Regions from separate parts of the Gossypium hirsutum genome. Here region 1 is linked to region 2. Evidence: chromatin contacts called from public Hi-C data. All regions are on one chromosome and are shown on one strand. Each heading gives the region's core, a stretch centred on a gene start, on an enhancer-like site or on the middle of the called end of the contact. The rest is flanking DNA. Distances are from core to core; before and after follow the strand shown. Region 1 holds the start of LOC107929664 (protein transport protein SEC31 homolog B). Region 2 holds the start of LOC107929673 (cationic amino acid transporter 9, chloroplastic).

What was found. A called contact is a pair of places that touch in the nucleus more often than the background predicts.
Region 1: a Hi-C map of leaf shows a contact between it and region 2, with 1.7 times the contacts expected there. The contact joins the promoter of LOC107929664 here to the promoter of LOC107929673 in region 2. A contact is called at or near these places in 2 of 34 Hi-C or Micro-C datasets (both in leaf).

The regions. Positions count from the first base shown.
Region 1 is chrA08:107,088,694-107,095,163 of Gossypium_hirsutum_v2.1, reverse strand. It overlaps LOC107929664 (protein transport protein SEC31 homolog B), which reads left to right and starts at 4,335. Exons shown (of 22, transcript XM_016861153.2): 1 at 4,335-4,916; 2 at 5,948-6,002; 3 at 6,113-6,235; 4 at 6,424-6,470. The coding sequence starts at 4,600.
Region 2 is chrA08:106,463,161-106,469,658 of Gossypium_hirsutum_v2.1, reverse strand. It overlaps LOC107929673 (cationic amino acid transporter 9, chloroplastic), which reads left to right and starts at 3,362. Exons shown (of 8, transcript XM_016861165.2): 1 at 3,362-3,702; 2 at 3,797-4,209; 3 at 4,438-4,614; 4 at 4,771-4,995; 5 at 5,178-5,354; 6 at 5,808-6,044; 7 at 6,278-6,367. The coding sequence starts at 3,459.

The sequences.
Region 1 (6,470 bases), core at 3,086-5,585, 620 kb before region 2:
TGAGGACTTGGACCCATAAAGCTTCATCTTGGTTGCAATGTTAAAACCCAACTTTAATAAGAAAGAGAGTTTTGATCCTCTAAATCCTGAATCCTAGTCCTTTACAGACACACGGTTGACAAATAGAATCTCAATTAACCAAAGGAATTTTCCTCCCGCCATTAGATAACCCTCAAATATTAATACTCAAACAATTCATGCGGAATCCAAACTATTAATCAACAAATTGAATTTAAAACTCTTTTAAGTTCTAAACCAATTTTGATATGAATTTTCTCACCATCAATGGTTAAAACAACTCAATCTTACAAACATTCAATTAATAGAATATGCTTTAATTTTGGCTGAAAATACTAAAATACTCGATAAATATGTAAACAAAAGAAGCATCTATAGTTATAGAAATATTAACAACATGCTTTAATTTTGGCCAAAATTATTAAAAGAAGCATCAATATCAACCAAGAATAGGCCAAAAATGGAAAGAAAGTTCAACTTCATATAATTTTGGAATGAATTTTACTGAAAATGATTAAACCAAATTTCAGTATATTTGTATTTATTTGGAACAATTTTTGGTTAACAGGTTGTTTTGGGTTTCCTATTTTTTCAAAAAAATAAATTAGTTGAAAAATATTTTTTTGTTCAAGGTAAAAATGCAATGAAACTGTTAAAATAAGAAATTATGAGCCTAGATAATGGGCTTTGCTATGAATATTGGCACGTCTCTGGCTCTGATGTACTTTGGGAGCCTCGGAGGGGTTGCAATAAGCATGGCAGATTGGGGATTAAATTTTAAATTATAAAATTTTGATATGTTAAAATATAAAATATAAAATATAAAATTTATCATTTATTAATTTATGATTTCATTATTTTTGAGGGATTAAATATAAATTTTTTTTTATTTTCTTGGAGGCCAAAACGTAATTTTACTCTATATTAATTTATAATTTGATTATCTTTAAAAAATTAAAATTGCAATTTTACATTTTTTTTACTACCCTTGTATTCACCCCTATCTACTAATGTATATTAGAGATGGATAATTCACAGAAAATATTTTTGGTTAAAGAGTGAGAGTCCATATAGGATACTAATGTGTTGGTGAGAATTATCAAGAGGTTTTTAAGAATGAATTGGGAGATTATTCTTGTCTACTAAGAGGATAGTAAAATAGTTGATGTGTCGGCGGCAATGGGGTTTTTACAACCAGTTGAAGTTCACAAAATTGCGGGCGATTTTAATAGTGTTGCTACATTTAGAATGATTACAGTAAGTTAAGTGTTTGTTACGTTAAGCATTCCATTGATATATAAACCCTTTTAATTTTATTTTTTTTAAGAAATATATCTTTAAATTATATACAAATTTTGATTTAATGTGTATTTTGATACGTAATTTTTTATTTGATGCAACTATACACACGAAACTTTGTTTGTAGTTTAAATATATACATTAAACTTTACTTTTGATTCAATCATATACATTTTAAAAAAATATATCAATTTATTTTTATATTAGATAAATGTATAAATATTAAATGGTGCTATATTAATAACCGTGTTAATAATTTATAAGAATTTAATCAAATCAAAATTTCATATATAAAGTTGCACAAAATCAAAATTAATGTATAAAATTACACGTTAAACCAAAAGTTATATATAGTTTAGAGATTTATCCCTTCTTTTAAAGTTTAATATTTGTTAGAGCATCATACCGCTAATATATTAAGATTAGGGGTTTGAAGTTGAGAGATGCTTTTCAATTTTTCTAAAAAGTTCAATAAAATCTCAAAGATGATAATTCTTTAATAACTCCCAAAGAGCATAATAATTTTACATTATAGATCCGATATTATAACAATACTTTTGTTTTAATTAGTATCTTTCAATTTGCAGCTTGAAATTATTTATTTATCACATAATATTAAATTTAGTTCTTAACATTTACATCTTTTATTAATTTAGCTCTTATTTTTTGAGTTAAATTTAGCATTCAATCTTTTAAAGAATCAAATTTGGCCATCTACGGCAACTTGCATGAAAATTCACGTATATTTCATGCTATTCCTTTTTAAATTTTTATGAAATTTTTATATTTTTAATTTTATTTTATTTTATAAATTTTAAATTATTTGTTCATATGATATATAAGATAAATAATATTATGTTAACATAATGTGCACATGAACTACCATTCGAGTTGCCAAGCCAATAACATTTAAAAATTACTGTTTTAAAATCATTTTCTTTAAAAAAAATAATTTGACTCTTTCGCGAAATTTAACTTTAAAAAAGTAAAGAATAAAAGGCAAATTGTTAGAAAATGTAAACAGTGAGCGTAAATTTATGATTATGCCTTCGTGAAAGATCTCTTTCATAATTGTTACTTAACTATTTAATTAATTGCAATAATTGGGTTATTGAGTCGCCTAAAATAGTATTGCGTATGGCCTTTTGGATTCTAAACAGGATTTCGTTTTGAGCTCAGTCCCTAGCCCAAACAAAGACCAAACCACATTAGGTAAAGGGCCTTTTTGGTCTTTTAAGCTACTTAATGTTAAAAGTGGATCCATGTGTCATGTCCTGATTCGCCAACGAAACGCATAGACATTTCTTTCGGTTAAAGTACTTGAGAGAGTCCCTATATTATAGGGTATGGATCAAATTAGTTCAATTTAGTCCCTATACTATTAAAAACAATCAAATAAATCCAAATTGTAACATAGTTAATATTTATTGTATAAAAAATATCTTAAAAATTATTTTTATTACAGTTTAATTTCAAACAAAAAAATTTATTTATAATATCATAAAAACTTTAAAAATATTAATTTTGTTAAACAATAAATGATAATTTTTAAACAATAAATATTAAATCTATTCTAAATTTAATCTTGAGAGACTAATTTAATCATGTCCTTATAATATAAGGAACTCTTAACTACATCCACCTATTTTTTCCCTCCAATGCCAAGGGAGAAGGCTTAAATATGTCAAAAGTCTTATACTCTTCAAAATTTAAAATTTAATTTTTAAACTTTAATTTTGAGACGTATTTTTTTATCAAAAAATCTTTGTCCTCATTTAATCTTGAAATTAAAATTAACAATGTCAAAAGTAAAATAATTTTCTTAGCCCTCAATATTTACTATTTTTTTAATTTGGTCCTTACCTTTTAAATATATATAAAAATTTTAAAAAATAAAATTTTTCATATTTTTAATAAAAATAAAAATTTATATTTTCAAAAATCACAATTTCTAAAAAAACTAAAAATTATAAAAAAATCTTTCAAAATTAAATATAAAATATAAAAATGATTTTAAAAATATAAACATAAATTCCAAAATCCAATGTTATTTAAATTGAATTGCACTAGCCAGGTAGACTAAGAACTATTGGGGTATCAGTCTAGTGTGAGGTAAAAACTTGATTGACCTACGAACCAATACAAATTGGTTGAAACAAGCTAAAGAATCAATTAAATTAGTAGTTGAATCGATTTCAAACTAGTTTAACCAGTTGGTTCTCAAAATAACCAATCAAACTGTTTTAATGTAAATGAATTATTTAAAAGATATTAAAAAATTTTGTGTGGCTTAATGAAGCCCCATTATTTGTCTGATAATTCAAAAGTTTGAACTGTATAAGAACTAGAAAAATGAATGAAAATGGAAAATTAGGTGTCGAAAGAGCCACTCTTTATGGGTTATTTTGAAAAGGGAAGAAGTGGTGGGGGTTGGTTGACGATGGCTGGAAGATGAGGAGGAAAACGAAAGAGGTTTAAGAGACGTGATTTCGGTGGTGATTGGATGGTATAATAGGACACCACGTGACGACATGCGATTGGCCAGCACTATCACATCAGTAAAAATTTAACGTCGTTGGTCTCGAGTATAAATTTAGTTGACGGAAAAAAAGTTTGGATACCAATTTAGGACAAAAAACCATAAATATCAATCTGAAAGAAGTAGACAAATTTGGATATTAATTTTATATTTAACCCATAGATATCAAATCAAATTTACGATTTTAATTTTTTATTTTGCTATACCTATTACAAGCCTCCTTATCTTCGTTTATATAATCATGTTGACATATATATATTATTGTATTAAAGTGGAAAAGGTATTTAAAAAATTGATGAAAATGTAATTAAATAATGACATTATAAAACTTGAGATTATTTCAAATTAAAGTAAAAGAAAAAGTAAAAGGATTAAATTTTAAAATTAAGTATAAAAGAGGACTAAAAGTAAATTTGACCAAATATAAATATCAGAAATTGCCGAAAAGAGAAAAATAAAATAAAAATGAAACCACTCACTATGTGTTCGCTCATTAAATCTCCTTTTGCCTCGTCGATTCCCCTCCCTCTCTCTCTTTCTCTTCTCTTTCTGAATTTCCAAAATCGGATCAAATCCTAATTGTCCAAATTCTCATCGTTTTAATCCAAATCAGATCACATTTCAATTCACATATAGGCGCTGATAATCGTTATTCGATCTTTGTTCATTTTCTCACTGTATCTACAGATAAATTGATAGGCATTTTGGGGGATAAGGAACCGTAAAACTTACATTTAATCCTAATGGCGTGTATAAAAGGGGTGAACAGATCGGCGTCAGTGGCACTGGCGCCGGACGCGCCCTACATGGCTGCTGGGACGATGGCCGGAGCGGTGGATCTATCCTTCAGTTCATCGGCGAATCTCGAGATCTTCAAGTTTGATTTCCAGAGTGACGATCTCGAGCTCCCCGTTATAGGCGAGTGCCCAAGCTCAGAGCGGTTTAACCGCCTAGCTTGGGGCAAGAACGGATCCGGTTCCGATGAGTTTTCTCTCGGACTCATTGCTGGTGGCCTCGTTGATGGTAGCATCGATCTTTGGAATCCTTTAAAATTGATCCGGTAAATTGAATTTGTTTGTGCTTACATTGTATTTAGCTAATTGGCTTTAAATTCGATTGAACTGGAAATGACTTTCAATTAATTGGGCATTTTTTTTTCTATTAGTTAACTGGATTATATTGTTGGTTTTAAGTGTAAAGTGTTGCATGGATGGGAATATGTTGTGGCTTTCTAGCTACTTGGGATTATATTGTTCTGTTACCTAAATGGCATTGACACATTTCTGATGTGAGCATCTCTAATTTTCTGGCTACTTCGAGGCTACAGTATTTTATGTTTGATTTAGTAGTACTGTGCCCTTGATTTGTGAGTTCTAGATACTTGTTGTAACTGTATTTTGATGACTGGTTGGTTGAAATTTGAAATTGACTCTGGATGACTTGTTATTTGAAATTTAATTCCATGTTCAATTTTTATTGCTTTATTTGTTCTTGGAGCTGGAATAAGTTGGATAAAATGAATGTTAATTCTTTGTGCCTGACTTCTCATCTTTTTGACAGGCATGATTTGCATTTTCTTTCACGTGTCAATGATATTCTTGGGCTGTTAGGTATCATAGTTAATGATAATTGGAGGTTCATTGATTAGATCAAAATATACTCATATTTGTTGTGTTCTGTTCCCGTGTTTGTACAGCATATGAATCATATTGTTTGTTTTGTGTAGGGTTATGACTGGATGATATATAGAATGTGGTTAAACGGCGGGAAACCTTTTTATTTCTTGATATTGGCTTTCAGGTTACATTTGTACCATGCTGTATTTTATTAGATGCTAAGAGTAGCAAAAGGTTAGCATTATCTTTTGGGAGAATTTTCCCCCTATTTAACTGGTTTTTGATTGGGACCCTTTGTTGCGGAAGTAGCAACTTTTTATCTGTTCCTATAGGGGGGTTGTTTTCTAGATGATTGGATTTGATTACTTTCATATTTCTCTTTTCAGAATATCTGTGCTATTTTTATTAGTTTCGTTTTTTTTTTGGGTGCTATATATGATTAAATGGTAGTAATTTTCGTGCTTCGTATCCCCAGCTCTGAGGCAAATGATCAAGCTCTTGTTGGACATCTTTCAAGGCACAAAGGGCCTGTGAGTTTCTTTTTTCTGTAATAAATGCTTGACCACAATACGTGACTTTTTTTGTCAAGCATTTGGAGATTGCATGTTATGTTACTTCTATTCTTTTCCCCATCTTTCAGGTTCGCGGTCTCGAATTCAATGCAATTGCTCCAAACTTGTTAGCATCTGGGGCAGATGATGGTGAAATTTGCATCTGGGATCTGGCAGCACCTGCACAACCCTCTCATTTTCCGCCTCTTAAGGTATGTGCCTCCTCCTCTGTATTCATGTTGTCTTTACTGTAGCAAGCTTGCCTTTTTAATATATACGCTTTGTTCAGCTGGATATCAGTCTGACCCCCCCCCCCCTTTTTCCCTCTGCATTCCAAAAAGATGGAAGAAAATGTATGGAGGCGTCTGATATATATATATATTGGTTTTTAATCATGCAGGGTAGCGGTTCTGCTTCTCAAGGTGAAATCTCATATCTGTCTTGGAA
Region 2 (6,498 bases), core at 2,113-4,612:
ACCCTAATGTGTAGAATGTTTGGTTGGGGGCTGATTTAGCCATGTGGTTGTGTATGAAATTGGGTTGTCTTGATGTGGTATAAATTAATGCAAGTAAGGGTTGCAAAAAGTCTTGGTAGATAGCCTTATTTTTTGTCCACACGGGTAGACACACGGGCGTGTGTCTAGGCCGTGTGCGACACACGATCAGCCCTATGGGCATATTGTCTGCCCGTGTGTCCCCTGCACCTCAAATTTGCAAGTCAGTATGCATGGTAGTAAACACACGGACAAAGACACAGCCGTGTGTCTCAATCGTGTGGAGGACACGGCCTCTGCCACGGGCGTGTACCTTGGCTATGTGCCCCTAATTTGTTGCTGACGTCAAAAATAGAATGTCAAGGTTTTTACAAACGAGCGTGTCATGGCCGTGTGATGGACATGGGCTATAGACACAGGCGTGTGAAAACCCTTGTAGGTTTGAATTAGAAAATAAATCCGCATGGGTAAGGGATACGGGTGTGTCCCTATTTTGCTTAGGCCGTGTGAGTCACACAGGCCTTCAACACGGTCGTATCAAACTGACCATACGGCGTGTGCCCCTATTTCAAGTAGTATTTTTCAAAGTTTCCAAAAATGTTGAGACTATCCCCGAACCGTTTTCATAGTGTGATTTGGGAATCATAGGCCAATGTCAAGGTCTTATAGACAATTATTGAAAAGTTTTAAATTTGATCGAGTTTTTATGATTTGGTTATGCTGATGTGCTTGTGTTTAAGTCGAGAAATGCCTCGTACCCCATCCCGGCCTCGGACTCGAGTAAGGGGTGTTACAATTATTTAATAAATATTAATTTTATGCTAAAAAAATGAATTCCACATATGAATAAATTAGATAGTCCGTGGGGTAATAAAAAAAAAACCTCTCCACCTCACTTGAGACCTAATACCTAGTAATATATATGGTTAGATAAATAAATATTTGATGTTAATGTTGAAATAAATTTATAAATCCTAATTATTATAATTCATTAATAGTAATTGCATCATCAATTATAATTTATAAACCATAACTAATATAATGATAAATATTTTTTTAAAATATAATCATTTTAATTTTAATCTATTATATATTTTTTAAATATTTTATTTTATTTTCTATACTAAATAATACATGGAAAGAAAATTACTTATTCTTTCTATTTTTTTCACTTTCCTATCAAATACACCTATAAAAAAAATTATATATATATATATATATATTTTTGTACCATTTCAATTTTCTTTTTCACTCTACTAAGTAATACTAAGTCTAACGTGAAAGGTGTTGGAGTTTATATTGTTGCAGACTCAATGGTCAAACGGAGTCTAAATACAAATAGCAGAATCCTTACTGAGGAAGACCTCAGTTGAGAGTGCTAATGGCTAATGTCATAAAGCTGGCCTCTCTTCTCAATGTTATTGTTTTGGGTCTCTTTATTTTCATTGTATAGGGCATATGCCCTTATTCAATTTAAATCACCCATTGAAAATATATACGCAATATAATTAGGTAAAAGTATTATTAACCTATATTAAAAATTGAATTGCATTTATCGATTGAGTCTTAATTCCATTGGCATTGATATTATTATCAATGCAGAAGGACGTAAGTTTAAGTGTGTTGAATTGTATTATCCTCCTATTTAGAGATTAGGGAAAGACTATATGTAGTTTTAGGTATTGTATTAAAAAGAATAAATATGATAAAAATTTATAATGAGATTAATGTATTTTGTACTTTTCACTTAAAACGTAGATAAATTAGTCTCTGCACGTTAAATAAATCAATAAATTGATCATTTTATTAAAAATTCATCCAATTATACAATTAAATGTTGACATAGCAACATTTAAAAAAAATTACAAGAAATACTAAAAGTAAACAAACTTTTTATAATTGTTTAAAAAAAACTACATCTATGATGAACCTAAACAAATAAATATAAAAATTATTAAAAATATGTAAAAAATTATCAATAATATAAGAAATTATTAAAATTATTAAAAATAATGAAAACTTATACTTTATAATAATTATACAAATTATTTAAGAAACTACTCTAATAAACCTGGACAATTGTTTGTCAGATTTATTTTGAATATTTTTCTAATATATTCTTAATATTTTTTATAATTTTATAATTATTTAAAAAATCACATGGACATGAGTTGTCAAATAATTGTTTAAAAATTTATCTATATATATATATTTTACTTTTAAATATTTATTGATATGGCGAAATATTACATCAATATGAAAATATGTGGCATGTCACGTGTTGTTTTACTTATTGCTTCATTAACTACATTATCATTTATTGATAAAATGAATAAAATTTTTAATAAAAGAAATAATTTATTGTTTGTTTTAAATTATATAAACTATATTTGATTCCTAATAAATAATTAAAATAGTGTTTATCTGATTTACATGGTTCAACCGTCTCATAATATTTGTTTTCTGAAAACAAAACTTACGAATAGGATTCCTATCTTAATTTAGTGAAAAAGAATATCACCATATTAAACCAGTGGAGCATTATTTTTCTAGAAATTTTATCACATATAAATGCGTGTGAAAATAATATATTTAAAATATATACGTATTTATATATAATAAGCAATAAAACATATAGTTTAAAATTGATTAATTATAATTATACATAAAATATATATGATATTGAAATAAAAATTTATATTAAATTATGAGTAAAACGAAATTTAAATACATAAATATAGAAAACAAAATTTAATCATAATACTAAATGCATTACAATTATTTATCATGATTTTGTCATCAATTGTGAATTAGTATTGAGTTGACTTTTAACACCAACACAATTAATAACATTGTTAATATATACAATTGGTGGAGATGATAAATTGTGGATATTAAAATAAAAATGGATAAAATATATTAAAATGTAACTTTGATTGAATGATAAATTGAATATTTTACTAATTCAATTAGTACGAGTTCAAATCTTATTATAGACATATATTTATTGATTTTTATTATAATATAAAGACTAAAATACAATTAAATAATATAACTTATTTTAATTATGAAATGATATTTTTATAAATTTTCTAATTAAATTAATGTCCGATGACTTGTAACACCAAATAAGTTTATTAAAAATTAAATAAAATATTAACTCCCTTATTCTTAAACTAATTATTTTTAACGATATCCTGCAGTGATTTTCGTTTTTTGTTAATTAAGAAAATGGAAAGAAAAAGAAAGAAAAAAAGATTCCGATTTTTAAAAAAAGGGGGAATATCTTGATTGTTTTCCGAGAAGAAATATATGAGCAAAAATGTATGGCTAATTTCGAGCCGCTATATCCATACCTAACCCCGTTGAATTTTCAGACACTATAAATAAGATGAATGCCAGCGTGACACAAACTACTGGCATCCTTCTTTCGCACCTTTATGGCCTCAACCATGGATGATAGCCGTCACAAAGACGCCACCTCCTCATCTACTTGTTTCTCTCACTTTTGCTCTTCAGCTCTTAGAGCCAAGACCCTCAAGTCATCCTCCTCCACTAACAATTCTAGCGATGGCCTTATCCGCCGTCTCGGCGTCTTCGATCTCATCCTACTCGGCGTCGGCGCCTCTATCGGTGCCGGCATATTCGTTGTCACCGGAACCGTCGCTCGTGATGCCGGTCCAGGTCCGCTCCAATTCTTTACTTTTTGGTTCTATTGGATCGCAGATATCGTTTCTGCTTTAGATTTTGTTGCGATTTTCTGAATCTGTTTTTGCAGGAGTGACTATTAGTTTCATACTCGCGGGAGCATCGTGTGTGTTGAACGCGTTGTGCTACGCGGAGTTAGCTTCACGGTTTCCCGCCGTAGTCGGAGGCGCGTACTTGTACGCGTACACGGCCTTCAATGAAATTACGGCTTTCCTTGTATTCATGCAATTAATGTTGGATTATCATATCGGAGCAGCTAGTATTGCCCGTAGCTTAGCTAGCTACGTGGCTACCATTTTCGAGCTCATCCCTGCTTTGAAAGGAAACATACCTCCCTGGGTTGGTCATGGTGGTCAAGAATTCTTTGGAGGAACTTTGTCTATCAATATCCTGGCTCCGATTCTTCTTGCCGTGTTGACTGTTATCCTCTGTCTTGGTGTTGGAGAATCTTCTGCTGTTAATTCTTTCATGACTGCAGCCAAGGTACCCTCCTTTCAGGACTTCGTTTGTTTTCTATATTCTGATTATACCCGTTTTTCCTTTTTCTGAGAGTAAAAAAGGACAAAGATTGTACTCGGATACAAAAATCAACAAGATTTGTGAATAATTAAAAGTTAACATTTGGCCTTTGGTGAAAGGAAGAAACAGAGGGGGAGGAAAAAAGTGAAATGGGAGTGATTGTAACTGATTTCCGCATTAACTGTGTTGCAGGTTGTCATCGTTATTTTTGTCATTATTGTTGGATCTTTCAAAGTTGATGTAGATAATTGGTCTCCTTTTGCTCCCAATGGTGTTAAACATATATTTACGGGAGCAACCGTAGTATTCTTTGCATATGTTGGATTTGACGCGGTTGCTAATTCTGCTGAAGAATCAAAGAGACCTCAGGTAATCTTATTTTGAAAGCAACTCAATGTCTTGTCATTCAAAGTATTGTAATTTATGTTACTATGCTTTATCTTGTATTGTATTGTTTTATAGTGTCTGCATGTTATTTGTAGTTTCATTCTTTATATCTTCTCTGTTTTAATTTTGATATTTCAGCGTGATTTGCCAATCGGAATTTTGGGAAGTCTGCTTGTATGTGTTATTTTATACGTTGGTGTTTGCTTAGTGCTCACCGGGATGGTACCTTACAACCTCCTTGGCGAGGATGCTCCTTTATCTGAAGCGTTTACATCCAAGGGTTTGAAATATGTTTCTATTTTGATCAGTATTGGAGCTGTTGCTGGGCTTACAACAACCCTTCTAGTTGGTCTATATGTCCAGGTGAAATTTCAATGGTTTCTGTTATGTGGTTATGTCCTTATTGAGTGGCATGTTCCCAGTGCACGTGATGAAATGCTTTGTCTGAGCAGCTGTTGGTCTTTATGTCAAATTTCTATGTATTTGTTATATCCTTATTGAGTAACATGTTTCCAGTTTACATGATGGAGTGTTTCTCTGAGCAGTCTCGCTTATATCTTGGGCTTGGAAGGGACGGTTTACTGCCTTCGATATTTGCTAAAGTGCATCCGATACGCCACACACCTATTCATTCTCAAATCTGGGTCGGTATCATTGCTGCTGTTTTGGGAGGGCTGTTTAACGTGCATATACTATCACACATTCTTTCAGTTGGCTCACTGGTAGGCCATTTCTTTTCCTTTTTCTGTGAAGTCTTTGCTCTATATTTGCTTAATCATATATGGTTATCAAGTTATCACAGTTTTAGATCTGGAACTACTACTGATTGGACAGTTAGTAACCAAAAACAAGTATCTACAAGGGGTAACCTACTTCAGCATATTGTGCATTTCCTAGTATCATCTGTAGGTCATCGAAGTAGTCTATTTTCAGCTTCAGATGAAAGCAGATCAGTATCTGCAGAACTTTTATTTGCTAATAACTTTTAACCATAGAGTGTATACTCTGGCTTCTGTCAACATCCTGTAATGTGTAGAAGTGCATGTATTGGATGGTCATGAGTTCAAAGGAAAGTACCTGCATAAATTAAGTTGATGTTTTGAAGGAACAAATGCATTTAGATGTGTATAATTGCGAATGACATGCACCTCACTTTATACTTTGATTTGTTTCAGACAGGCTATTCTGTTGTTGCAGCCTGTGTTGTAACGCTTCGCTGGAAAAATAACACCGGAAATCGAGTTTCTTCAAAGTGCATCTCAACCTGGTGTGAAGGTGTCCTATGTATTTTCCTAGTGGCATGCTGTGGTTTTGCTGCTGGAGTTCTTTATCGTTTTGGCACTCACTTTATTTTTATGATTGTTGCGGTGGTTATAGCCATAATGGCTTGTGCTGCTCTTTGTTTCCGTCAGGTGAATGAATTTATCTATACATAAATTTGATTTCTACTTTTCCTTTCCAATGCCAGGAAAAAGGGAGTGTTTATTGATATACATATGGTGTTAATGGTGTTCAATGTTAAGATTGATTGCGCTTTTGGCTATTTACAGCGCACATGCTGGCTTTCTGCTTGGTTTAACATGACCAGCTGAATTGGTAAACCTCTTAATATGATTTTTTGAACCCATTAATGCACTCTTCTCAGGCTTATTCAGATCCTCCAGGGTTTTCTTGTCCATGGGTTCCGATTGTGCCATCTGTTTGCATCTTTTTCAACATATACCTGTTTGCTCAGGTATGCCTGCAAAATGCCCTCACTACAATCCTTTTGAATTAGTGCATTGAATTTGTGTAACCAATTCATAAAGGAGTTAAAATTCGAAGAATTTATAGACCAAAGCCGGCTGGTGTTAATTACCCTATTTT